5 separate regions of the Mus musculus genome follow, and all the other regions are linked to region 1. A link is a contact called in public HiCAR-type, HiChIP or PLAC-seq and promoter capture Hi-C data. All regions are on one chromosome and are shown on one strand. Each heading gives the region's core, a stretch centred on a gene start, on an enhancer-like site or on the middle of the called end of the contact. The rest is flanking DNA. Distances are from core to core; before and after follow the strand shown. Region 1 holds the start of Chordc1 (cysteine and histidine-rich domain (CHORD)-containing, zinc-binding protein 1). Region 2 overlaps Fat3 (FAT atypical cadherin 3). Region 3 overlaps Fat3 (FAT atypical cadherin 3). Region 4 overlaps Fat3 (FAT atypical cadherin 3). Region 5 holds the start of Fat3 (FAT atypical cadherin 3).

Region 1 (4,772 bases), core at 1,646-4,145:
TTTACCACTTTTCAAAGCAAATTCAGTTTGCTTTCCTGGGTTTGTAAACTGTAGTGACCTCAGAGCTTTAGCAGTCCTTCCATCTGACTCGGGTTTCCATCTCTGGCGGTCATCTGAATCAACATCCACACTTCCATTGGTAATCTGGGTACATTTTGGACAAAGCTTTCAACCAGGTACGAATTGTCCCCCAAACTTTGTGCTCATAAAAGTGACATCATCTAAGTCAGTTACATGCAGATTCTTTTGAGCTAGCTTCTTGTGTAAGTTAAATGAGTCACAAGTAATTTCTGCAACTCTTCAAATCTGTCAATATACATTTTTACATGATGGAGACAAATTGTATTATTCCCAGAATGTATCATTCCAGTTCTAAGCTGAAGTGAAAACATGTCATTTTTGATGACAACTTTTTCAATGTCTTGAGTATAAAAGGCTTTATGGCAGTCATGTGTGGTACAAAGCTGGACTCCAACTGAACACAGATCCATTGTCCTTGAATCTATCAATTTTCCCGTTTTATTTTGTCTAGAAATCTCTTTGATAGGTTAACCCTCTCAGCACCTGGGAGGCTGAATGATCAGAAACTCAAGATCATCCTCAGCTACTTCCCTGGAGGCCAGTCTGAGCTAGAAAAGTCGTACGGCCCAGCCGACTTGAGCTGCCACGGGTTCTCCATTGGGCTCCGGAAGCACCATGTCTTTAAAGTAAGTTTTTAATCACATACATTTGTGGCATATGTTCGTGACCCATGTGCACATCGCAGAACATGTTTGGAGGTCAGAGGAAAACTAGGAGTCAATTCTGTCCTACCACTTGGGTCTTAGGGATCTAGTTCTGGTCTTGAGGCTTGGCAGTAAGCATGTTTACTCACTGAGCCATCCTGGTTCCCCTTTGATGTTTTGTTTTGTTTTAACATCTATAAGTATAAATACTTTGTTTGAATAATGAAAATTAATTTATCAGTTATTTTAGCAATTCTACAGTTATTTCTCAGTGGTAGAATTGCTCATTTTGATATCATATTCTTGTATTTTCAATTTACACACTATAAGAAATTATTTACTGAATGTAAATTTTTATCAGTAAAAAACTATGGATGCTAAATGGTAAGCTTACCTAAACAACTCATCTAATAATCCCATTAATGATGTTGTGACACTGATATGCAATGTTGGAACTGGCCATAAAAAGTTTTTAGAGTGCTTCATCCATTTCTTATTATTTATGATTAATTTCTATGGTCGATTATAGTAGCTATCCATAGCTAAAGTGAAAACTGATACCACCTTTTAGAAATCAATTGGCAATATATAGTCTTTTTAAAATTTAGAAGTATTTAAAAGGCTTATGCCCTTCACACAGTATTAGCTACTTTCAAAGTGGAGAGGGGAGCAATCTGCAGTAAATTGACTACTGACTTGGGCACAATTAAATTGGTGAGATTATATAGGAGAGAGTGGAAAATGACATAATTCAACATATTCCATCTTTTGAAAGACCCACAACATGAGGACTCCCCCATGTTCTGACTCAGGAGAGGCGACACCCCAAATCACTCACCAGAAACTGTCTCGCTGCAAACTGCAAGAGGACTTTTAATTCAAGAGTGCTCACAGTCATACACCATGCAGGGGTAGAAGACCATGGCGCCCTGAGTAGCTGGGTAAAGGGGTATTTAAAGGAAGAAACCACAACTCAAGGAGGTGGGGAGGGCATTGTTGGAAAATACCAAAAATACCAGTTAAGAGTCACAAAGAAGTGCAGTCACAAGAGTCACAAGGAATACCTGGTAATTGTGGGGATTATTTCTCAAGACAGTTTCTAAGAGCCCCTAACAATAGCACATTTGCATAGCGGGTTCCAGCAATGGTCAGGGTGGGTCAGGGTGACTTTCTTTGAATGAACACTCCTTGAACCCAGGAAGCTGGTGGGTGGAGGAATATTGCTGTTTTATGATTAGCATCCCTTGGAGCATTGAGTCATAGAGGTCACATTCTCAAGCCTGGGCCTAAAGGCCTAGAATTTTGCTTTTACGTTATATTTTTTCACATTCATAACAATGACTATAAATGACTTAACAATGGCATAAAATGAAAATTCTATTAGCTTAAATAAATACATTATATTTTTTGTTGTAACACATAAGTTTGATATTTCTAGGCATAAAAAGAGATACAGAAAATGAGAATACTTTTATTATTGGGATTAGGAAGGTTGTGAATAGATCTTCATTAATAAACTTGGGATTATTGGTAAATTACAACTACTTTCCGTCATCAAAACAGTCTGCTATTTCAAAAGCATCATATAGAAAGCATGTGCTGAGGACCATACTGTTTGCAAGTTGCCTATTAATGTAATAATGTGTTTTGCACACTAAAAATGTCACAAGACCTACTGAAAGATTGAATGTAGGTTACGTGATGACTAACGTGAAATTTCAATTTAGAATTGTGATTGACTCTAGGACTGCACTCAAAACATAATTTTGCTCATTCTAAAGTCCTGTCTTTGTAAGACGACTTAACCTCAATTTTTGGTAACTGACGCAGTTCTAGAGGAGCATAAGAGCATAGGTTCTGACGCTGCATAAACCTGGACCGAGGGACCGGGAAAAGGGGCGGACCTCACCCCTCAATTACCCTCTGGCAAGCGACCGCGGCTGCGCAGTGAACTCGGCGTGCCGCGCAACACAAAGCACGCCGGGAGAATGCGGGGTGGAACACAAAGAGATCGCCGCTCGCCGAGTCTTCCGCTTCCTCCCCTGGTGTCTCATCTATAACTGTCCGGATCCACCCGACTGTGCTCACCTGTGGCAGTCCGGTAGGAAATCTGTCCACCGCCCGACGCTGGCCCGTCTTCCGGTCTCTTCTGCGCCTGTGCAACCGGAACGTTCGGGAAAATTCCTGAAGCAGTACCGGCGGCTTCCGGAAGCTAGCTGCGGCCTGAACAGTAGTGCTGGTGATTGCTGCGGTGATTCACTTCTAGTCCCGGGTGGTGTGGATTTCGCCGAGAAGACGGAATGGCGCTCTTGTGTTACAACCGCGGCTGTGGCCAGCGTTTCGACCCAGAGGCCAACTCGGACGGTAAGGAGGACCGTGGCCGGCAGCTTTCTCCAGGCCTCCCTCTCCGGACCCTTGGCCTCCTTCACCTGGCTTCACCTCTTGCGGTCCCCCGGAGCCTCCCAGCTCTCTCACCCTCTCTGGGAGCGCAGGGCCGGGCGCTTCGGTGTCCCCGGCGCCCCTCATTCCTCAGTGGGCATCCCCTGCACTTGCTCAATTCTAGGCTATCCAGACCCGGTTTACACTGTCACCGCCGTGATTCCTGGGCCTAAGAGGTATAAAGAGGTGCACACTATTAGACTTCTTGTTGCGTTTGAGTACTAGTGGAAAGCGTGTTGTCACTTGTCAAATTACTTGCTTTTTAAAAAACCGTGCTGGGCTCCGGAAATGACTGTTACACATCCGTTCCACAATAACGTTTTCGGCATACTTTTACTGGGGCCTGCAGTTTTAAACTACGCTATTCCAGCATAAAATGATCCCCAAGTGCTGTTCCAAAAGCCAGTGTGGTCAAATTTGGAATGCACAATGAAAGCAAGCACCTATGCTGGGTGAAACCAGAGGTGTGAATGAATCTCATTATTGAGTGGAGTATTTATGCAGATAACTGGGCTATTGCAGGAATAAACAACACTTACCTCCGATTCATCTAGTATGTATAGTATGGTCTTTATATCCATTCATATATACTCATTATATAACTGAACCACACTGAAGTATTTCATCACAGACTGGAACACCACGTGTTAATAACACAGTTCAGCTTTGTAAAAGAGGTTAAGACCAGTTCCTTAGATAATGATCTTGGTACACAAGTAAACTGGTAGCTTCTTTCAAAATGAGACTGGGACAGGATTTAAAGGGAAAGATGCAGCGAAGCCAGTGTATGAACACACGTTTAACTGTCATGATATGTACATATTCTACTTCAGTACTGAATACATTGATGCATTGTAGCCTGAGGCAATATTTTTAGGGTACTAAATTCCTGACCAAAGTTCAGGAGAGATACCAGCTTGTTGTTGGAAGTTTATCTGTCTTTGTGTGTGTGAAATGGAACCATAGGCTAGGAAAGCCACGAAAAAATAGACAGTCATCAATTTGGGGCACATACATCAAGGGAACACCAGTCAGCCGACCAAATGGGGAAGTGTTTTAGAAAGTAGGGATGAATGCCAAGTAAATTGGTTGAATGAGTGGCAGTTGATAACACTGGATTTAGGAGAAAGCTTTTTAGAATGGGAATCATTTGACTTTACACATTAAAATTACAAATTAAAAGATTAGTGCAGAATATACCAATATTTCTGGTTTTCAAGGAGTACAGTGATAGATGTTTCACTTGTAAGAAGCTGCCAGTCTATATCCAGTCCTCCTGCTCTTAGTGATATGGTATATGTTCCATGCTTATTGTACTTTAAATTCAATTTTAAATGGTTCCCTCTCTACTGCATATCTTTGTGCATACAGGTTTCCATTCTGAACTTCTATATTCTAACTCATTGTACGTAATTAATAGCCTCTTTTTGTTCCATTGCATTAACTACTATTTTGTATACATAGCAGTTACTAAGACTGTAATATTAACTTAGTAGCAGAGGGTAGACAGATCTCACGGCAACACTAGGAATTGAATAGTAGGGAATTAAATTTGGAAGGTTGAGTGAGTTAAGACATTTACAGAAGAATGAAACCTCCTTTCTCTAC
Region 2 (4,772 bases), core at 1,558-4,057, 2.0 Mb before region 1:
CTGGACTTAAAAACTGTTCACAGAATGAAATTGCCCTAAGATACCAAGCAAGTTCTTTTGCTAAAAGTCAATTTATAGTCTAACTTCAGAAATGTTAGACTATTTAGAGTTTTTTTTTTCTGCCTGAAAATGTGTTCTGTGCTGATGTGTTTTTATTATACCACAGATTTGGCATCTTAAAGATTATAAAGAGTGGGAAGCAGTTCCTAACAGGGAAAGGAACTGTTTCCATGACAATAATTGATGTCAGAATGGGCTCTGAACATTTAATTCATAAACTCATTGACTCACCCCCAGAAAAGTCTAAACTGGCAAACATCAGATGAAAATGTACTTAAGTTGGGGTTCAATTCATGCAAAGAAAAAATGACAACGCATTGGATAGTGAAGCCCAGGCCATGCAGCTCTGGTAAGGTAGGTTTTCAGAACACTGATATTTCTTAGCATAATCTTAAACTTCTACAACAGCCTGAGAAATTAAATGCTCTATTTTCTTCTCACTTTTAAAGTAAAGGAATTGGCCACAGAAAACAACAACAACGACAAATGACTCATTCAAAGTCACCAACTACTATGGGTTTGAGCCAGGAGTTCCTGCCTATGTGGTACAGGTACCACTCTGATCTTGAACACTTAGTCCTATCTGTAACCTCGTTCTCATCAGAGATCAGACTCAGCCCTGTAAGCTTATACACAGCATGGCCCTTTCCGGACAGGCTTGCTTCCCATCCTACTCTCAACAGGGCAGTATCCCCTCACATGAGGATTTTGCCTAGATTTAGCAGTCACCTCTTCTGCCTCTGTCCTGTCACACAGTCCTGACGTGTGTCAGTTGTTATTGCTATATCTGGTTTGCATTTCCATGGGCATGAATTTTTTTCCATTCCAATCCTTATTTTGTGTATGTGAGTACATTGTAACTGTCTCAGACACACCAGAAGAGGGCATCAGATCCCATTATAGATGGTTGTGACCCACCATATGGTTTCTGGCAAGTGATTTCAGGAACTCTGTAAGAACAGTCAGTGCTGTTAACCACTGAGCGATCTCTCCAGTCTCCTGAAAACAAGATATTGTGATTTATACATAAGGTGCCTTGCCCAGCTATAAGGCAGGAGACAGGGTTGTGTATGTTCTTGGTCACTAAATTTGATATCATCTCCGTCTTCTCCCCTTTGAACTCTTCATCTCTCAGGAGTCTCCTCTACCCCTTCGTGTTTCCTGTATTCTGTTCTGAGGATTCACAGTATTGCCTAGGCTATCTCCAAACTCCTTGTGAGATCCTTGACTCAGCCTTGGCAAATGTTGGGATTAAACACCTAAGACATCATACCCAGTTTTATTGTCAACATTGATAAATACACATATGACCACTTTATAAGTAATAGAAGAATGGATGGTTTGAAGGGTGTTATTGTGATCTGTCCTTCCTCATTTCTATTCCTCTGCCTCATTCTTCTTCCTGTAACATCGTCACCGTGATCTGGACCTATGATCCTAAAAAGTTCACTGGAAGATCGCCATATTCCCATGGAGAAGGGATTGATCTCTTGCAAAAACTTTCAGGAAACATCTCACAATGCCATGTTTAGAACATGATTCTTCTTCCACTGGTCTTGGTGATGGAAAAATTAACTGAGTGATTGTCCTGTTTAAGAGACGGTATGGCCATTCATCTTTGATTCTCAACCTCTTTCTTATGGCCAAGTCAAGAGCCTAAAATCACATCCTGGCAATACTTCCAAAGAATACGGAAGAACCTGAGTATTTCTATGAAAACAGATTTTAAAACCAAGCTGGCTGGAAATGTTAGAAGAAAACACACATGCCAGGAAATCGATTGGTAGTTCCACAAGGAATTGATAACACAGCACTGTGTACACTGGGGTCTTTGGGCTCCTGGCTTCCCAATTCTGTTTCACGACAGCTGTGCCAAGTTAGGGAAGCTCCATTTTAGGAAAACGAAGAAAAGCCTCTCCTCTTGCAAAAGACTTGTTTAATGGATTTTCACACCTCCAAATTCCTACTTCTAGCTTTGACAAGATAAAGTTGTACAGAGGTAGGTAACGTAAAAATGTTTCTTGTCTAGATCTTCCACATAGTTGTAGTTATAGATACATCAGGAACAATGGGCACATAAGTCTAAAGGAAGGGCAGTGGGAAACAAAGAGAGGTTATGGGTACGTGTATGTCAGGAGAGCAAGATATCAATATGGCAGAGGAAGGGGACCAGCAAGGAGGACATGGAAGGAAATAAGGAAGATGGACTAAGAATCCATCATAGCAATATGCACGGAAATGTCACAATTAAACCCATTACTTGTTTGACAACAATAGTTGATTCTCAAAATCTCAAATAAAATCAAAGAACTGTATAGGACTTGTTATTTATAAGTGTGTGTCCACAGGGGTATAGGGGTGTGTGTGTGTGTGTATGAGAGAGAGAGAGAGAGAGAGAGAGAGAGAGAGAGAGAGAGAGAGAGTATAAGCAACAGTGTTAGTTCTCAGTTGTTATCTACCTTGTTTTATGAGACAGGGTCTCTCACTGGAACCTGGTTCCTACCGGTTGGGTTAGTTTGGAAGCCAATGAGTCTGAGGGATCCTCTTGTCTCTGCCTCTGCAGCACTATGATTTCAAGTGTTTGCCACAACACCCAGCTTTTTACATGGAAAGCAACTCAGTCTTAATGTTTGCACCACAAGCGCTCATTGGTTAGGCTCCAGAACTGCTTTTCATACTGCACACAGCAGGGGTGAGTCATATGGCTTTTATCAGCTGATGTGTGTGGTGCTGTATTGTTTGGTGATATGATGATGTTGGTCTCCTGGGTCCCAGAGCAGCAGGAAGGCTGGTGCTCTGGGCCATGCCGCACAGATGTACTGGGGAATCTCAGTTCCTTTTAGCCCTTAGTGTAGGAGGCAAACAATCATTACTCGTTGTTGAGGGGTTTCTAAACCTCGCAAAGCATCCTCTTAGAGAAATTCACTAATCTGGAGCTATCCTTGCTTCTGAACAATCCTGTAGATCAGAGGCAACTTCTGCTATGGAAGAGCTTCAGTGGATCTTTCTGGAATTACCCAAGGGCAGGCAGCAGAGGATAAAACATGTGTCAATGCTCCCTGCCTGGAGCCATTGACTCTAATGATTCTAGGTTGTTAAGTTTATATCTTGAATGCTTACATTAGACATGTTAGGTCTGCTGCTGGTCAAGAGACAGGAGGGAAACATGAGTTTCACGGCATTCTATATACACTGCTCTAATTGGCACAAACTGCTATTTGCAGTTTCAAATTAGTGGGAAGACAGCAGAGAGCTTGGCTCTGATAGACAGAGGTAAGATGAATCAGCCTCTGCAACTAAGGCTACAGCAGACATATGGTTGAGAACCAACTGGCCATGGCCTTCTAAGCTGGAGGGGGCAGCTATAATTCATATTCACTGCTAAGATCCTTTAAGGGGTATTTATTATCTCCTAGACACAATTTATTCTTCTGATTATTCATTTTTCATTACTATGGAAAGCAAGATTAAATTGTTTCGGCAGCAACTGCTTACATTAATCTTTCAAATATGTGTTCCATGTAAAATTCTTGTCAGGAAAATGGATCTAATTCCTCCTGCCCCAACAGCCTCAGATAAAAGTAATCCAGCCTGAAATAAAAGAAGCTCCAGGATGTAAGGTGCAGTGGAAAATGCAGAGGCAGACAGCATACCCCTCCCCCTCCCCTTTGCAGGACTGAGAGCACGGGTGGGGGAGGGGAAGGATGCAGAGAGTTCATTTATTAGACCCAGGAAATTTATTCCATTAACATTTTAATTTCAAAAGTAATTTAAATTAGCACTTTATTTAACTGTGAAATTAGATTACTCTCTGTTTAACATGCAATACACTCATGAGCTTAATACATGACAAGTGCTAAGGAGTAATACCATATCTCTCAATGCCTATAAATTGTATTTCAGTGTCTATGAGATTGTCAACAACTGCCTCGTTTTACAAAACGGTAGTTGCTGTCACAGAGGCCTTGAGGGACCAGCCTGAAGACACACAGCTATGCAACAACACATACAGAACCAGGGCCAGTGCAGAAGCAGGCCAGTGCATGTTTGGAGATTCATGGTTGGAAATAGTTATTTCTACCTCATACTTAACTTTTTGTTCCATTTCCCCTTCCTATTTAATTTCTCCCTGTAATCAGTTCTGCAACTTTCAAAGTAAAGATGCACTTACTTGCTGTCTTCTCAAAATGTTACTTAAATAAATAAGATCCTGCCTCTTAAATTCACTAGCCACAGAATGAAAACCATCTCGATGTACTGAGTCAACAAGCCCATGGCACCGCCCCTTCCTTGAAATCAGTTGACTTTGGGTATGCCAGCAAGCATATTAAGCAAATCTGAAGACAGTGCTACTGACAGAGCCTGGAGTCAAGTGTCATGGTCAGATCGGAAGCACAGAAATGTACTTCCTCTGGGGTTTGATCTGCATCATGCCTCAGGACTCTGGCTTGTGCATAGGGGGCAAAACCAGAGAGAGTAGGGGCAGGGTATTAAAGTGTACCTGTCAGCAAATCCAAACTCAAAGGGCAAAGCAGTTCAAATAGTCCCCAGAGCAGTGCAGATGGGCCCCAGAGCAGTGCAGATGGGCCCCAGAGCAGTGCACATAGGCCCCAGAATGGATGCAGACTTCCAACCTACAGGATTGTCTAGGCACCACTTGCTTTAGGACTTGAGGAACAGTCTTCCCCTTTGCCCATAAGCCAGCCAGCCAC
Region 3 (4,772 bases), core at 1,275-3,774, 1.9 Mb before region 1:
TGCACACACTAACACACACATGCATGCACTCATGGGGATGGGATCTGAAGACCTTTAGCAGAGCATAGCTTGGAATAAACACTGATAGTGTGTTATCCAATTTGGCCATGGTTGGTCTCTGGAAGAAATAGTCAAGGGTATCACCTTCTATGACTATGTAATCCCAACCCCTTCAAGGCCAGGATTTGTTACATGAATAGTGTAACTGAGTGTAAATTCTATGATTGGATGTACAATTCAGATGTGCATCTGAAGACAGCTGTATAAGCTCAAGCTGTTCCTCCCGCCCATGAGCTTGAGATTTCTCTCATTAAATATTAACAACACAGAAAACAGAACCTATGGGTCACAAAAGGCTAGAATTTTCCTTAAAAAATATCTATTCACTCATTCAAAATGCTGATGGCTTATTATGAGATAGACTCCACTGAGGAGCTACTAATATAGGCCCAGACAAAAGACAGATAATAATCTTTCCTTCCAGGGGAATCTATGTTCTAGGTGAGAGAGAAGAAAAAGGAATGAAGACAATGAAGACAATACCTAAAACAGATGAAGGTCAGAGGATGCCAAGGACAGTGAGGATAGAAAATGCAAGAAAGGCATAAGGCAAAGTATTAAAGCAAGGCCTTAATGAGAAAGAGGTCCACTGATAAGGATGTGGAGCAAGGCTGAGAAGAGAAAAGACTGAGCAATGGCTGGGAAGGGAAACAGAAGCTGCAGACGGAGCAAGACACAAGCTCACAGGCAGACTCAGTACAGAACTGTGTGGCAAGAGTCAATGCTTGGAGAAGGGTCAGACTAAAGTCAAGGAAAAAGAGAGCATATATTATGAATGATTTTGCAAAGGTCTCTTTGGATTAACTAGGAAGCCGCTGGTGTTTATAGCAGAAGAGAAATGGAGATCTATAACCAATGTTTGACGTTTGATGATATTTCTGAGCTCATTTGTTATAAATGGAACACAACAAAAAAGTGGTGTATTACTCTGCTCACTGCTGTGACAAAATGCCTGACAGGAGTTACTTAAGGAATGAAGGCTTATTTGGACTCTGTATTTGAGGTTACCATTCACTGTGGTGGTGAAGATACTGCAGCAGGAACAAGAGGCAGATGCTCACACTGCAAGTACAGTCAAGAAGCAGAGGGGAAATGCTGGTGCTCAGTTCGCTGTCTCTTTTTATGCCATTTGAGACCCCAGCCCTCTGACTGATGACACCCATATTTAGGATGGGCCTTCCTTCAACCACTTCAATTATCCCAATCTGTGAAATCCCTCACAGATATGCCCCAAAATGTGTGATTCCAGATACTATCAAGGTGACAAACGATACGAGCCTTCACGGGAAGAATCAAGGAGACCAGCAGCTATCTAATGGCCAATGCAGTGATTTCATTTTTAAATTATAAGGGTGCATGGGTACTTTGTCTGCATGCTATATTCTGCACACCATGTGCATAACTATTGCCTGTAGAGGCTAGTGGAGGATATTGTATATCCACTGAACTGGAGCTAGACAGGAGTCACCATGTGGGTACAGGAAAGCATACCTAGGTCCACTGGAAAAACAGTCAGTACTCTTAACCTCTATGATAGTAGTTCTGAACTTCTGGATCAGGACCCCTTTGTGGATTGAATGACCCTTACACAGAGGTCACATATCAGTTACCCTGCATATCAGAAATCTACATTATGATTAATAATAGTAACAAAATTAAATAGTAACAAAATTAAATAAAATAAAATAATTTAATTTATTTTAATAAAAAAATAAATTAATAAATAGCAACAAAAATAATTTTAAGTTTGGGGGTCCCCACAGCATGAGGGACTGTATTAAAGTGTAGGCGTATTAGGAAGGTTAAGAAGCACTGCACTAGTGGATCTTTGCCGATCCATTGTTATGACTTTTAGAAAGAGATGGTGAGGAATTAGATTAAGGCAGTAACAATGGAAAGTATTTATACTTGGGAATATCCCAAAGATAGGATCACAGGATTTGTTCAAGAGTTGAAAACAAAAGAGCACACAGACACACACACACACGTGCAAGTATGTGCGCGAGCACACACACACACACACAGTGGAGGTGTCTTGGAAAGATGATGAAGCAGATATTTATTGAAATGCAAAAAATGTAAGGAGGGAGGAATTAGAGGTCCATTTGGACATGTTGAATTCAGACATCCATTGAAGAAGCTACCCAGGAGAAAGGCATAGGCTCTGCTTCCTATGTAGAAAACAGAGGATGTTAGACAGGGATTAGAAGCAAGAAAAACAGATCAGCAGAACTCATACAATCACTGGCATCATCCTACCTAACCCTTCAAAAACTGGAAGCTTTTAAACTGCTAGCCAAGACGTGCATTGCATCACAATGGGAGTGACTCTGAGAGCAGACATTCTTGGTTCGATCAGAAAGGCGATGATGTAAGCAATTGTTTTCACAGCCTGGCATAATTCTGCATTAAGATCCAACCTGGCCCTCTGACCTCAAGCCAACGGGGAGCTCCCAAACAGGGACCGAAGCATACAGTGGTTTATTGTTCAAACCCCAGGTTCTAAAGGGGAGTTCTCAGCACATTCACAGGGAATGCAAATGAAGCCCTTGCCATGGGAAGCTGTTTTGTTTTTCCAAATCAGGCTTAGCAATCTGTCACCAAACAGCTACATGTGTCTCAGTAAACCTTGATTTGGATGCTCACACCCTTGCAAAATGTTTTGAATCCTCACAGGCACATGTCAGGGTCCTTAGAAGTTCTCAGTTCCTGCAGTTTACACAGTGTCTGTCCTTCATGTATCTCTAAAGCTGGGTTACACCGAAGGGCTGCAATCCAGAATAAAATGCCTGTAGATGCATAAAAGTACTGCAGCAATGGGTTGATGAGCGAGGACACAGTAGTGGATAGAGTGTGCACCACCATTCAGAGCTAGAGGAAAGGAAGTGCAGGAAGCAAGCTTGCTCTTATTGGTTGATGGCTATGGGGATGTCTCCTCATCACTCTGAGTCATTTTCCTTATCCCTAAACCAAGGCATCAAAGCAGCCGATCTTTCCTTGTTGAGTATTTGAGGATAAGCTAGTCACACAGCAGACCTTTAGATCAGACTATTCTGCCCAACTAAGATGCCACACTTTTTCATCAATAATTCCTTATTTTCTGCCTTCATTGCTAATGGCCAAAACTCTATTCTAGGTTAGTTCTGTGAATTGCACTAGTCTGTTCTTAAATTTTTATATCTTACTGGTTTAAAAATTCACTTTCTGGTGAGTGTGTATGTGTGTAGCTTACTTGCATAAAGTTTCCAGAGTAGGCAAAGCTGGTTGACTACAGAACCCCATGGATCTGTGTGTGTTTGCCTCCTGTGTAGAGATTAGAACACATGACACTCAGTTCATGCTCACTCCATGTGTACTCACTCCTTTATGTGCATATAGTCCTCAATCTACAAGTCTGTGTTATCACCCACTTGCTCTGCACTTGTCCTGTGCATAGAACATATCCCTTCCCCTGTCTGCTTTGGTTAATGCCACTGTCCTTAATTTGATGACATCCTGGCACAGTTAGTTCATAGCACAGATGAACTTTGGAAGAGCTGCCCTTCATGACCTGTAACAATTCTGAGCAGCCCCACTATCTCATGGAGCCAACATCTGGAGAAAAGAAATTTCTTCTTCAATAAATCCCTCACCTTCTGATGGGCAAATAAAAGAAAGAAAGCACCCACAAGAGGTCCTCAAAGAAGTGCATTACACTGTGCAAAGGTCAGGGGACATTTCCCCAGCCAGGAAGATCATGGAACAGAAGAACAGCCAGAGGACTTCTAGCGCCTTCTTATTTCTATATATGACTCTTACTGGCAATAGCGCCTCTGGTTGAAACAGCAAGGTGGGAAACTCAGCTCCACAAGGAGAACAAAAGACAACAGAAACATAACGTGTCACCCTGTGTAAAATCAACAGCTCTGAAAGACTTCGGAGCTTGAAACAAGTTCCTCACCTGTGATGCACACTTCCCACCTTAGATATCACAGCAGGTCTTTACTCCAAACCACACCTGGATGCTTAAACACCACCTAAATGACCTTCTCCCCAAAGAATTAAATTACCATTATAGCCTACCCCTCTATTAAAAATTAATGAATTCACCAGCTCCTAGGACTAAGGCCTTCATTTGTTTCTTAATGAAGAAAGCTTTGATCTTCAATTCTCCAAGGCTATGATTGTTTTTTATTCTTCAGTTCTCCTCATTAAATATAAATACCTCCATTCTCCAAGATACACCTGCAAAGCACTTAAAACACTCATTTGAACAATAGGAAACCTATTTTTGTCTCCTTGCTAAGAGCCCACTGTTTAAAGTTCTGCTATACAAGGGAAGGCATTTTTCTCTGGCACCCAGGCACTGATATGGGTGATAGAATACTGAAATTGAAGGTTTGCAGTTAATCACTATTTACAGAATAGGCTCAAAGGGCAACTTCTCCGAGTGTAAGATCTGAGCTGCAATAAGAATTCTTCACATGTTGTCATTAGCTGAAGGAGGAGGGACCATCCAAGCAGGTGCCACAGTTTGATTTATTGAATATTTCAGGCTACATTCCTGGGATATAACATCAAGCGCCGGGAGAGACTCTCTCTGGCAACTGCCACAGCCCTAATAGCAAAAGGCAAATGAGCTCTTAGTGCACACTGAGAGATGTCTGGCAACAGCTAGAATTCCCCCATTCTGCCATTACAGCAAAGTGCCCTTAACCATGTCTTAGGCATGG
Region 4 (4,772 bases), core at 1,362-3,861, 1.8 Mb before region 1:
ATATCAACGCCTAACAAACTTTACTTTCCAAGTACTTCTTCCCTACTGAGACAGGGTTGCACCCACCTTCCCCAGGTCTGGTGTGAAGTGTCCTGCAGTCCTAGTTCTTGATCATTATCTCTAGGCTTTATCTTATTCCCCAAGACTTGGTACCTTGAGAACAATTGCTTTATCTCCTTGGCCCTCTAGCTCCCAGCAAGCCGACTATGTAAGATAGTCTTATATGAGTGATATGTATGAGTTAGTAAAAAGCTGGGTACAGTTGGGGAGCCAGACTAAATGGTGCTTTTAAACTTTTACTTCAAAGATTACAATTATATTGCTATTTAAATATGGTTCCACTTCTTTAATCGCTAGTCATTTTCTAATGCCCTTCATTAAAACTGTGGAGTAATGCCCCTCTCAGCAGAATTCAAGATAACCTGTCTTTATCAGCTGTCTGTGTAGTCCTTCACTTCAGCAGACACTTAGATAAGACACTTTCAATAAGATTTATAAAAGGCATGCATAGCATCCTAAAGAAGTTTTAAAAATATATTTCAATACTTAATCCACTGCTGCCTTTCTAACCCGTGAAGAGTCTGTTAAATCCTGGCGCTAGGATTGTGTATGATCACATTTCTCTTTTCTTAATGTGGGGGAGACATTGTGCACTCAGTGTTCTTCATTATGGTTCCAAAAGTTTCATAGCCAATACAAGTCATGTTTTACTCTGGGTACAATGTGTATGCAAGCTAAAATCTAGACATCTTTGTGTCTGCAGATGTGCAAATGAAATTTAGTATTGCAATAATGCTAACTGTTACCACCTCAAACAGGGCAGCTTTTCAAGCTTGGGAAAGTGCTTTCAACCTGGATCACAAAAGAAAGCAGATAGACCACCTAAAGCAACAGCCCATTGGAACTGGCAATGCAGCTCAGTGGTCAAATGCTCCCCTCTCATGCACAAGGGCCTAGGTTCAATTCTTAGCATCATGAAGAGAAATGAGCAACTACGCCAAAGCTACCTATTATTTGAGTGAATGCAAACACTGATCAGCTAATACTATAACTAAGCAAGCAGATCAGCCCCATCAACAACCTGAACTCACGGTCCTTGAAACAAAGGCTTGCTAGTGTATGCCATGGTGTCATCGTTTGGAGGCTAATTATGGGATGGATCCCTGGATATGGCAGTCTCTAGATGGTCCATCCTTTTGTCTCAGCTCCAAACTTTGTCTCTGTAACTCCTTCCATGGGTCATTGTTTCCAATTCTAAGAAGGAGCAAAGTGTCCACACTTTGGTCTTCGTTCTTCTTCAGTTTCATGTGTTTTGCATCTTGTACCTTAGACTAGGCCGGGGCCTAGCAAACACAGAAGTGGATGCTCACAGTCAACTATTGGATGGATCACAGGGCCCCCAATGGAGGAGCTAGAGAAAGTACCCAAGGAGCTAAAGGGATCTGCAACCCTATAGGTGGAACAACAATATGAACTAAGCAGTACCCCAGAGCTCTTGACTCTAGCTGCATATATATCAAAAGATAGCCTAATCGGCCATCAATGGAAAGAGAGGCCCATTGGTCAGGCAAACTTTATATGCCCCAGTACAGGGGAACGCCAGGGCCAAAAAATGGGAATGTGGGGGGGAGGGGAGTGACGGGGAGGATGTGGGGGACTTTGGGGATAGCATTGGAAATTTAATTGAGGAAAATACGTAATAAAAAAATGCAAAAAAACAAAACAAACAAACAAAAAAAAAACAACCTGAACTCACTGCAAGTCATCAGTTATTACTGACCTAACATCGGCTGTCAGTGTCTTTCTACAAATAACGCTCCTGCCAGTTCAAGTGAAATCAAATTTAAATTTCAGAGAATGTAATTTAAGTAATTCAGGTACTTTTACCAGCATAGGCATATATTGTTCTACAAAAAAAATCTGTGAGAACACTTTGCAGATGTGAATGAATAAAATACCGATCGAGAGTTACATTATACAACAATGATTAAAGTACTTGAAACAGTAAAAGAAACTTCACAAGTGAACTTCAGCAATCCTATCTTTGCCAAGCACAAACAATTGCATCATACAAGTGTGGACTCTCCATTTCGACACAAGTGCATTGAGACGAGGTTCCTGGGGTGGGGGTGGGGTGGGCATCAAAGCACTGTGAAATACACTCTCACTGCTAGCCTAACTAGCCTAAAGCCAGCAAAGAGTTAAATGCCCAGGATTGCTCAGTAATGAATGCCTAGGAAGTTTGGCCAAGGAATATCAAGTAGACACCAGGGCCAGAGCAACTGCTAAAGGGATGACCTCCTTGAATCTCATTTGCATAGCAATGAGATGCCACAAAGCAATGCTGTCTGCCTCTAACCCTGCTGCATTTTGTTGTGACTTTAAGCAAAACAGCCTTCCAAAGTAAAAACAAAATTATTCCAGCAGTGGGTCTGGGGAGCTGTGTGTAAAATGGACTGCAGTACCATTGGCCCAGACTTAGTCATTCTGTGAACATGAGCAACTGAAAGGAAGGGCAACGCAAACTTTTAAGGATGTTTCCAGGTAAGTTGCCAAGGATAATGCATGTCTGCTCACAAACAGACAAGCCAATATGTCAATAAGCAGAGCCAAGCTCACTTCCAGCGTATGTGAGGCAGCCTGAGGCTGTTTTGTATAATCATGCCGAAGCTTTCCATCACTTTCAGGGTTTGTTTTTGTTTTGTCTGCTTTATTCTAAGGACTGTGCTTGCAAGTATTATTATCCGTAAATACTAACAAGGGAGAGTGGAGACTTTTACCCCTACTGTTGAAGAATGTCACTGTTTGTCAGTTCACACAGCTAACATGATGAAAGGGACAAGAAACAGCAGCATTGTTCAGGCAGTGACAAATGGCAAAGGCATTCAACAAAATGCTCAAGCTCTGTGTGTTCTTAATAAACAAGCAAACAAACAAACAAACAAACATGTTTCCAAGCTTAATATGGCACAAGTTCACTTCTCTCCAGGTTGTAGGCATCAAATTCAATGTGCAATTCAAAGGAAAAACACTTATTCTGCTTCATAATGTCTTGGACAAGCAACCTACCCAGATAAGGTTGTTTTTGGTAGAGAATATATGAGTGTTTATTCTTTTCTGTCACTATGTCAAGTAAAAGTCCTCAAATTCCTGTGCCACCCTTCGAAAGGTATACGTACCAACTCTTACTTGAGTGATTTTGATAGGACCTCGAATTATTCACCAGACATGATGAATCTACTTCAGGCAATGAGATTAATATTTTAGTAAGTCCTCTCCCATGAAACAGGAAGCCCTTTAGTAATGACCTTGGACCAGATAAGAGGAAAGTCAGAAAAAGCAGGTCTAAAGCCAGAGGGTAATTGTTTTCAAAGACTCTTTTATGCAAAAAGACTCCTAATCAAGCTAATACAATTTTTTTTTCATTTTTATCTTCTATTTTTTTTTAATTTATATTCATCTGAGGCTCTATAAACAAAAACAAAGCACAGCAGATTTTCATCTTCCTATACAAATAGTCAGTCACAAGGAACCTAAAGAAAGGTGCTGGGAACCCATGACTCATTTTTCGACATGGCTCTAAAGTCAGGTGATAAAATTTCCTTAGGTAGAGTGGACACCATGTGCATTAGGGCCTCTCTAACATCTGCTTCCTGTTGTGTAGTCAGTTACCTGGAAGGGCAAAACCATATTCAGAAGAGAACATCTGTGTTCTCCCCAGGGAATGGAGTGTGCTGACAGATGCCCTGACTGTACACTCAAATTGTAGAAAATGATTGGAGCTCAGAGCAGAACACCCAAAGAGAAAGCCTGGAAATGAACTTGGACTTGAAGGCATTGAAAGGGTCTTGGTAGGGAAAGTCTCTAAATTCCCTCTGTCTCTTTCTTTCCCCAAGTAGGTCATAGAAATTAAGATCCCTCTTTCCCGAGGTGTTTAAGAAAGCTACATATCTCGGAGCTCTTGACTCTAGCTGCATATGTATCAAAAGATGGCCTAGTTGGCCATCACTGGAAAGAGAGGCCCATTGGACTTGCAAACTTTATATGCCCCAGTACAGGGGAACGCCAGGGCCAAAAAGGGGGAGTGGGTGGGTAGGGGAGTGGGGGTGGGTGGGTATGGGGGATTTTTGTGATAGCATTGGAAATGTAAATGAGCTAAATACCTAATAAAAAATGGAAAAAAAAAGAAAGCTACATATCTTCATCATCAAAGGTAGCTTCAAAACTCAGCAATATCAGTCTAAGTTCTCCACCTTCCTCGGTAGGACCTAGCCATAAGGGTTTTCTGACCTACATAATCGAGAGAAGACTCTCAGTTCATAGGCATACTAACTACCTCACAAAAGAAAGAAACAGAGAGAGGCTGGTTAAGAAAAATCTAAAGAAATAGGCCTCTATGGGTATCCCTGGCTCAGTCTTCTACCTCGAGACCACAAATCCACAGAGTTGTACATTCTTAATCAACTCTAAGTTAGGAAGAAGAGGAAGAGGGAAAGGTCGAAGGAGAGGGAGAGGGAGATGGAGAGGGAGAAAGACACAGAGACAGAGAGAGACAGGCAGGCAGGCAGAACTTTCCCTGGGTTTGGGGATCTTTGTATTGGAAGACCACATCTTCATGTAAATGTCTGAATAAATTTTGATGATTCCTATTTCTGAGATTGGTTTCAATAACCCTGGGAATGCTGGGGAAATATTTCTATCCCTACAATTCATACCATGCTTGACATGCACTCATGACCCAAATGTGTATGTAGTCTAGACATAGCATCTGT
Region 5 (4,772 bases), core at 1,614-4,113, 1.8 Mb before region 1:
CTGATCTAACTGGTTTTAATTATTTGCTTTATTTCTCGAAAGCAACTTGACTCCCTATCCAATGCTAAGGAAAAAAAAAAAAAAAAAAAAAAAAAGACAATTGAACTCATCACACACACCAACCCTACTACATTAAAGTCATATCGAGGAGAAGTTATTATACATTTAAGAAACTCTTTGTCTTTTGGTGCCCTGTTTACCTTGCATGCCTTTTAAATTTACTCTTTAATTCTCCATGTGCAATTGTTCAATTTTTAATAATAATGAAAAAAAAAAAGGGAAGAGGCTCGGTGTGGAGAAGAAGCCGTCGATGATCGGCACATTTTAAGATCGCTTATCATTTTTATTTCTCTATGTCTTCTCCTTCTTTCTCCCTTTCTCCCATCTCCTCCCTTTCTTTCTGATGAGATTCAATCTCCACATCAGACTGAACTTCCTCCCCCACTTCCCATCCCCGCCCCCACTCAAGCATCGGGTAACCCAGAGTTGGGCTCTTGCAGCAGCGAGAGAGCCTATGCTCTCTGGGATGCCGGCCTCTGGGTCCTCAATTCCTGGATGGCAGTTCTCCCTTTCCATGGCCCGAATCAAGGCAGCTTCGCCTGCAGTGTGTCTGGCCTGTTTTGTCTTTCTACATTTTTTTTTTTTTTTAAACTCGGCCCGGGCGCAATCAAATCCTGGCAACAAAGCCCAGAGCTCAAAGCCACAGAGGTGGACTGGCGGCCAGCTTCTCGCCCCTCCCCCCATTGCCCAAACTCGCTTTTGAAAATGCAAGCGTGGGGCCAGAAAATGAATGTGTCGATGGAAGGAGGATAAAAGGCTGGTACGCGAGTGTACACGAGTGCTATGGGCTTTGCAGTTTTCTTTTATATACCTTTTAAACATCAAGGCCTAAAAGCTAGGAAAGCACTCCGGAGAGCCGTTCCGGAGCCGACCCCGGTGGGCTCACAGCTCCCGCCCCGCGCCCTCCCCCATCTGGCTGAGCGGGTGCTTGGCGCGGTTTGTCTGACACTTGTAAATGGAAGTGGGATCCAACTTGGAAGTAAACGCGCCAAAGTCTGGGGGCGGGGAAGAGGCGAAGGCAGAGAAAGGATTCTCCCACCCTCAGCCTAGCCCAGTGTCCCTCACTCCAGCCTCTGTGCCTAGGATTCTGGAATACCCCCACCAAGATCCAGGACCCGAGAGCAAGCGGCGGCGAAGTGGGTCTCCTTCAGGGAGACTAGAGCCATTGGCTGCCCTCGGTTCCACATTCCATAGCTTCTTGCTTCTGGGAGACTCCCAGCCACCTCCGCATCTTCACTGCCTGTGTAGTCTACCTTCACGTTCATTTATGGGTACTCTCATTGCCGAGCTTGCTCGTTATTGTACCTCAAGGTGGGTGCTATCACCAGCATGCACATCTAGGAGCGCCCCCTTTCCTCTGGTAGCAAGAGCCAAGAGCTGTGCCTTTAGAGCGTCCGGCAACACCCGGCCCTCTGCATCTCACCCTCTCTCCGAGCGCACCACAGCTCCCAAGAGCCGGGCAGAGGACAGCAACAAAAGTTGCTTTCCGCAAAGTCTAATCTTGGACAATGTTTAAACACTTCCGAAAACACACGAGACAAGAGTCTGCTGGGGGAGAAACAGTGACCGCATTATACTGCCAAAAAGACCCGGGCTCGCCACCTTTCTCCAGCCCGGCCCGATGCATTTTAGCTCAGCGACCCCAGCTGGTCAAGTCCTCTCGCTCACCAAGCGCCACGCGAAATCTGTCCAGTCCACCTCTGTCACCCCCAGCCAGCTCCCTAAGATCCCCAACTGCACTCCGGTGAGCCAATGGTTTCTTTTCCACACCTTCCGGAAAGAACTCGGGGCGGCGAACAGTGCGCCCTCAACGTGCCCACGAGGAGCCGCAAGGGCTGTTCGGCATCCCTGGGATGATCAGACTACCGCTATTCTCTTTTCAAATAGCACGGTCAGTTCTGACGCCCGCCAAAAATCATGCGTTCTCCCAAAGCAGTCGGGTCCATCTCCCGTCAAAACAACAGAAATCCTTTCCTGGCTTCTCGGCTAAACTGTCGCACCAGTTCAAAGTCGGCTGTCATTTAGAACCTTTCACAACCCAAGACTCAGACATAGTATGCAGGGGCAGGCGAACATTCTAGGCTACCCTTCCTGCACCGTGGAAGTGGAGGCTGGGCTCTTTGCTCCGCTCATAGCCTCCTCTAGCATGCACCCAACTTGCGCCTCTGGGTCCTGCAAGTGCATCCATCGGCATCTGCCCCTCTTCCTACTGAGTGCTGCAAGCGCCAGCTACCCAGCGGAATCGCCGCCTGATATCATCCACCTGCAGCCAACGGCCAAAGCTCAGTGAGGACCCAGAGCTGCATGTACAGACCCGAAAGATCGCCCTCCTCTTATTGCTAGCCCTAAACTTAACCAACTCCGGTGCCATTTCCTGGCTCCTGCCGCAGGGCTGTCTCCCTGGGTTCCAGCTGGTAGCGGTAATGACCACAGCTCCAGGCAGCGCCCAGGCAGGAACTTTACAAGGTGAAAAGTTTCCCCCCACTCTCTCTGAGAGCTTTAGCTTTCCGGAGCACCCATCACAGCCTCTCTGTAACCAGGTTGCTGAGGCTGTTCTGAGAAAGGTGCACCCCAGCCAGTGCACCATGCACCCAAATAAGCATGCTAAAAATCCTCACGCACCCTTGCCTTGGTCAGCGATGCGCCCCTGCACCCGACGAGTCCTCCGTGGTCTTCCTTTCAAGTCTAGGGGCGAGCTGGCCACCCCGCCGCCTCCGCCGCAGTGCTCGCCGCGTGCTCCCGGCTGAGGCTAGGGCGGCGAGCGGAGGCGCTAGGCGCTCAGGACGCCGCCACTGCTGCGGGTTGGCGGCGGAGGAGGGGAGTCGGAGGAGGATGGCGGCGGGAGGGGTGGGGAACCCGGGAGCGAGGTCCCAACGCGCAGCCCAGATCACAGCGCAGCCTGCCGGGGGGAGCGGTTCTCGCGTCTGCTCTAGTCAGCTTGCACCGCTACTGCTGGCGGTGGAGAGGTACCGGGTTCTTCTTCGCGGCGGCCGCCGCCGCACTGCCAAACCCCTAGCTTCGCTGTATTCTCCTCCCTCCCGCAGAGCCGCGTCCTCCGGGGGATGGGGGTGGGGGATGACCAGAGATCTCCGAGCGCCACACGAAGAGAAGGGGAGGGAAAGGGGGGCAGGGAGACCCGGCGGTCAGCAGGAGGACGCTAAGGGCGCCTCGCCTGGAAGCTGGACTAATTTTAGAGCCTAGGCATCCTCCACTTCTAGCGTGGCTGGAAGAACGCACCAAAGTCAGACTGACGTTTTCAGAGAGCGCGCACACACCACACTCAATCGTCTCTGCTCTGCTCTGCTCTGCTCTGCTCTGCTCTGCTCTGCTCTGCTCTGCTCTGCTCTGCTCTGCTCTTCAGCCTGCTGCCTAGAATACACTAGACTTCTCTGGACCAGATGAGGAAACCGAGGCACAATGAGACCAACATGGTTTTACCCAAGCTCCTCAGGCTACTTTGAAGCACAGTGGGCACGGCTATCAAACGCTGTACCTCCTGCTGCCCACCCGGGACTCGCATTTCTTTCCCACGCATTTTCAGATCACTGGGATCACCTTTGTGTGGGAGAGAATCAGACTAAAAAGTAACATGACTCATCACCCCCACCCAGTCTGAAACACGGTGGGATGTGAAGACATTCAGAACAGGAATGAGTGAACAGTCTCAGGGGAGCCAGGTGATTAGCAATACCAACCGGTGTGCCCTCTAGGTCCTTTTACTTCTGGATCATCCTCACAAGTCTGAGGATTCATGGCACCCCACCCCACCCCACCCCACCCACACTGCTTCAGTAGAGCTACACTTCAGCCTATGTTCCTTGCCTGTGAGCTCTGAAACATTCCTAACTAACGGCCAGCCCCGGTAAACCTGGGCCAGCGCCAGCCTCCACCCAACCCCCACTGCTGCACAGCAAATCACGTCTGTCTAAAGCAGGCTTTCACCCCAGGGGGTTCCTAGGGTGCCCACTCCCAGGCAGCTTCTCTGGAACTCTGGGACCGAGCAGTAACTCCAAGAGAGATGCTTCCGCAGACATGCTGTAGAGATAAATTTGCTCCTTTTCTTGATTCCTGAATTTCCCTTCCAGGAGCAGAGTCTGTCTCTCCTTAAAGTCTCTGTGCTCAGTCACACCCTTTGAAGAGTTACTAGAATTTGCCTTTTTGGTCTTCCTCTCCCAAGCCTGGGGCCTTAAGGATCTGAAAAGCCCTCCACTTTCAGTAGGTGGGCGGTTCCCCCTTGAAAGCCTTCTGCAGCCTCTGCACTGCCTTGACTGCCCCATAAAGCACTCTGCATGCTCCGCTTGCTTGCCTTGAGCATTTAATGGAAATACTAAGGAATACTGACAGCTAGCCATACATCAACTAATTCCAGGACAGAAGCATGATGCTGTCCAGGGCTTCACAGTCAGAAAGGCCAGAAGAAAAGTTACCTGCTCTCCAATTATGTCCTTTGCATAATTCTATTCTGATTTTATTTTTATTCAAACACTTTCTTAGGGCATTAAAAATTTATTGCCATATAAATATGCTCCTGGTATGGTGTATTCCTTGTGACTGACCCAAGGTTGTTAGTATTGCATCAAAGATTTTAGTGATTCAAGCATTTTACATTCTAGTGCTTCTGTGGGAAGACTGGGAGAGTCAGCTGCTGGCTGGATGGCTCCTGGGATGCACAGGGAGTTGGTGTTGGCAGCAGGACAGGCCATCTTCCACCT

Evidence for each region. Promoter capture Hi-C pulls out the DNA fragments that hold promoters and counts their contacts. HiCAR-type assays count read pairs that join an accessible place to other places. HiChIP or PLAC-seq counts read pairs in DNA pulled down with a chosen protein or histone mark.
Region 2: an H3K27ac HiChIP or PLAC-seq map of large pre-B cells shows a contact between it and region 1, with 6 times the contacts expected there. The contact joins the enhancer-like site here to the promoter of Chordc1 in region 1. A contact is called at or near these places in 7 of 39 promoter capture datasets (3T3-L1-derived adipocytes, cranial neural crest, frontonasal cranial neural crest and 4 more) and 2 of 115 datasets of contacts at active chromatin or transcription factors (embryonic stem cells and large pre-B cells).
Region 3: a promoter capture Hi-C map of hippocampal neurons shows a contact between it and region 1, with 4 times the contacts expected there. The contact joins the enhancer-like site here to the promoter of Chordc1 in region 1. A contact is called at or near these places in 9 of 39 promoter capture datasets (the 3T3-L1 cell line, cranial neural crest, embryonic stem cells and 4 more).
Region 4: a promoter capture Hi-C map of stem cell-derived epiblast-like cells shows a contact between it and region 1, with 3 times the contacts expected there. The contact joins the enhancer-like site here to the promoter of Chordc1 in region 1. A contact is called at or near these places in 8 of 39 promoter capture datasets (the 3T3-L1 cell line, cranial neural crest, frontonasal cranial neural crest and 5 more), 1 of 484 Hi-C or Micro-C datasets (nephron progenitors), 1 of 115 datasets of contacts at active chromatin or transcription factors (astrocytes) and 1 of 9 other capture datasets (embryonic stem cells).
Region 5: a HiCAR-type map of astrocytes shows a contact between it and region 1, with 5 times the contacts expected there. The contact joins the promoter of Fat3 here to the promoter of Chordc1 in region 1. A contact is called at or near these places in 10 of 39 promoter capture datasets (cranial neural crest, embryonic stem cells, frontonasal cranial neural crest and 5 more), 3 of 484 Hi-C or Micro-C datasets (cardiomyocytes, embryonic stem cells and nephron progenitors), 7 of 115 datasets of contacts at active chromatin or transcription factors (astrocytes, differentiating embryonic stem cells, embryonic forebrain and 2 more) and 1 of 9 other capture datasets (embryonic stem cells).

Annotation. Positions count from the first base shown.
Region 1 is chr9:18,289,372-18,294,143 of GRCm38.p6, forward strand. Chordc1 (cysteine and histidine-rich domain (CHORD)-containing, zinc-binding protein 1) reads left to right here and starts at 2,896. Exons shown (of 11, transcript NM_025844.2): 1 at 2,896-3,089. The coding sequence starts at 3,026. Gm51667 (a long non-coding RNA gene) reads right to left here and starts at 3,894. Exons shown (of 4, transcript XR_003948105.1): 1 at 3,704-3,894; 2 at 2,814-3,333. It also overlaps the pseudogene Gm7692.
Region 2 is chr9:16,307,729-16,312,500 of GRCm38.p6, forward strand. The region is part of intron 2 of Fat3 (FAT atypical cadherin 3); the gene reads right to left. Among named protein-coding and RNA genes, the nearest start is that of Fat3, 190 kb to the right of the region's middle. Within about 2 kb of position 2,808, at least 12 of the 459 cell types and tissues checked have an H3K27ac peak or open chromatin away from gene starts, as enhancers often do.
Region 3 is chr9:16,435,522-16,440,293 of GRCm38.p6, forward strand. The region is part of intron 1 of Fat3 (FAT atypical cadherin 3); the gene reads right to left. Among named protein-coding and RNA genes, the nearest start is that of Fat3, 64 kb to the right of the region's middle. Within about 2 kb of position 2,525, at least 29 of the 459 cell types and tissues checked have an H3K27ac peak or open chromatin away from gene starts, as enhancers often do. A contact at or near this core is called in hippocampal neurons, where this site is marked.
Region 4 is chr9:16,482,785-16,487,556 of GRCm38.p6, forward strand. All of the region lies in intron 1 of Fat3 (FAT atypical cadherin 3), which reads right to left. Among named protein-coding and RNA genes, the nearest start is that of Fat3, 17 kb to the right of the region's middle. Within about 2 kb of position 2,612, at least 44 of the 459 cell types and tissues checked have an H3K27ac peak or open chromatin away from gene starts, as enhancers often do. A contact at or near this core is called in astrocytes and stem cell-derived epiblast-like cells, where this site is marked.
Region 5 is chr9:16,499,191-16,503,962 of GRCm38.p6, forward strand. It overlaps Fat3 (FAT atypical cadherin 3), which reads right to left and starts at 2,864. Exons shown (of 26, transcript NM_001080814.2): 1 at 2,683-2,864.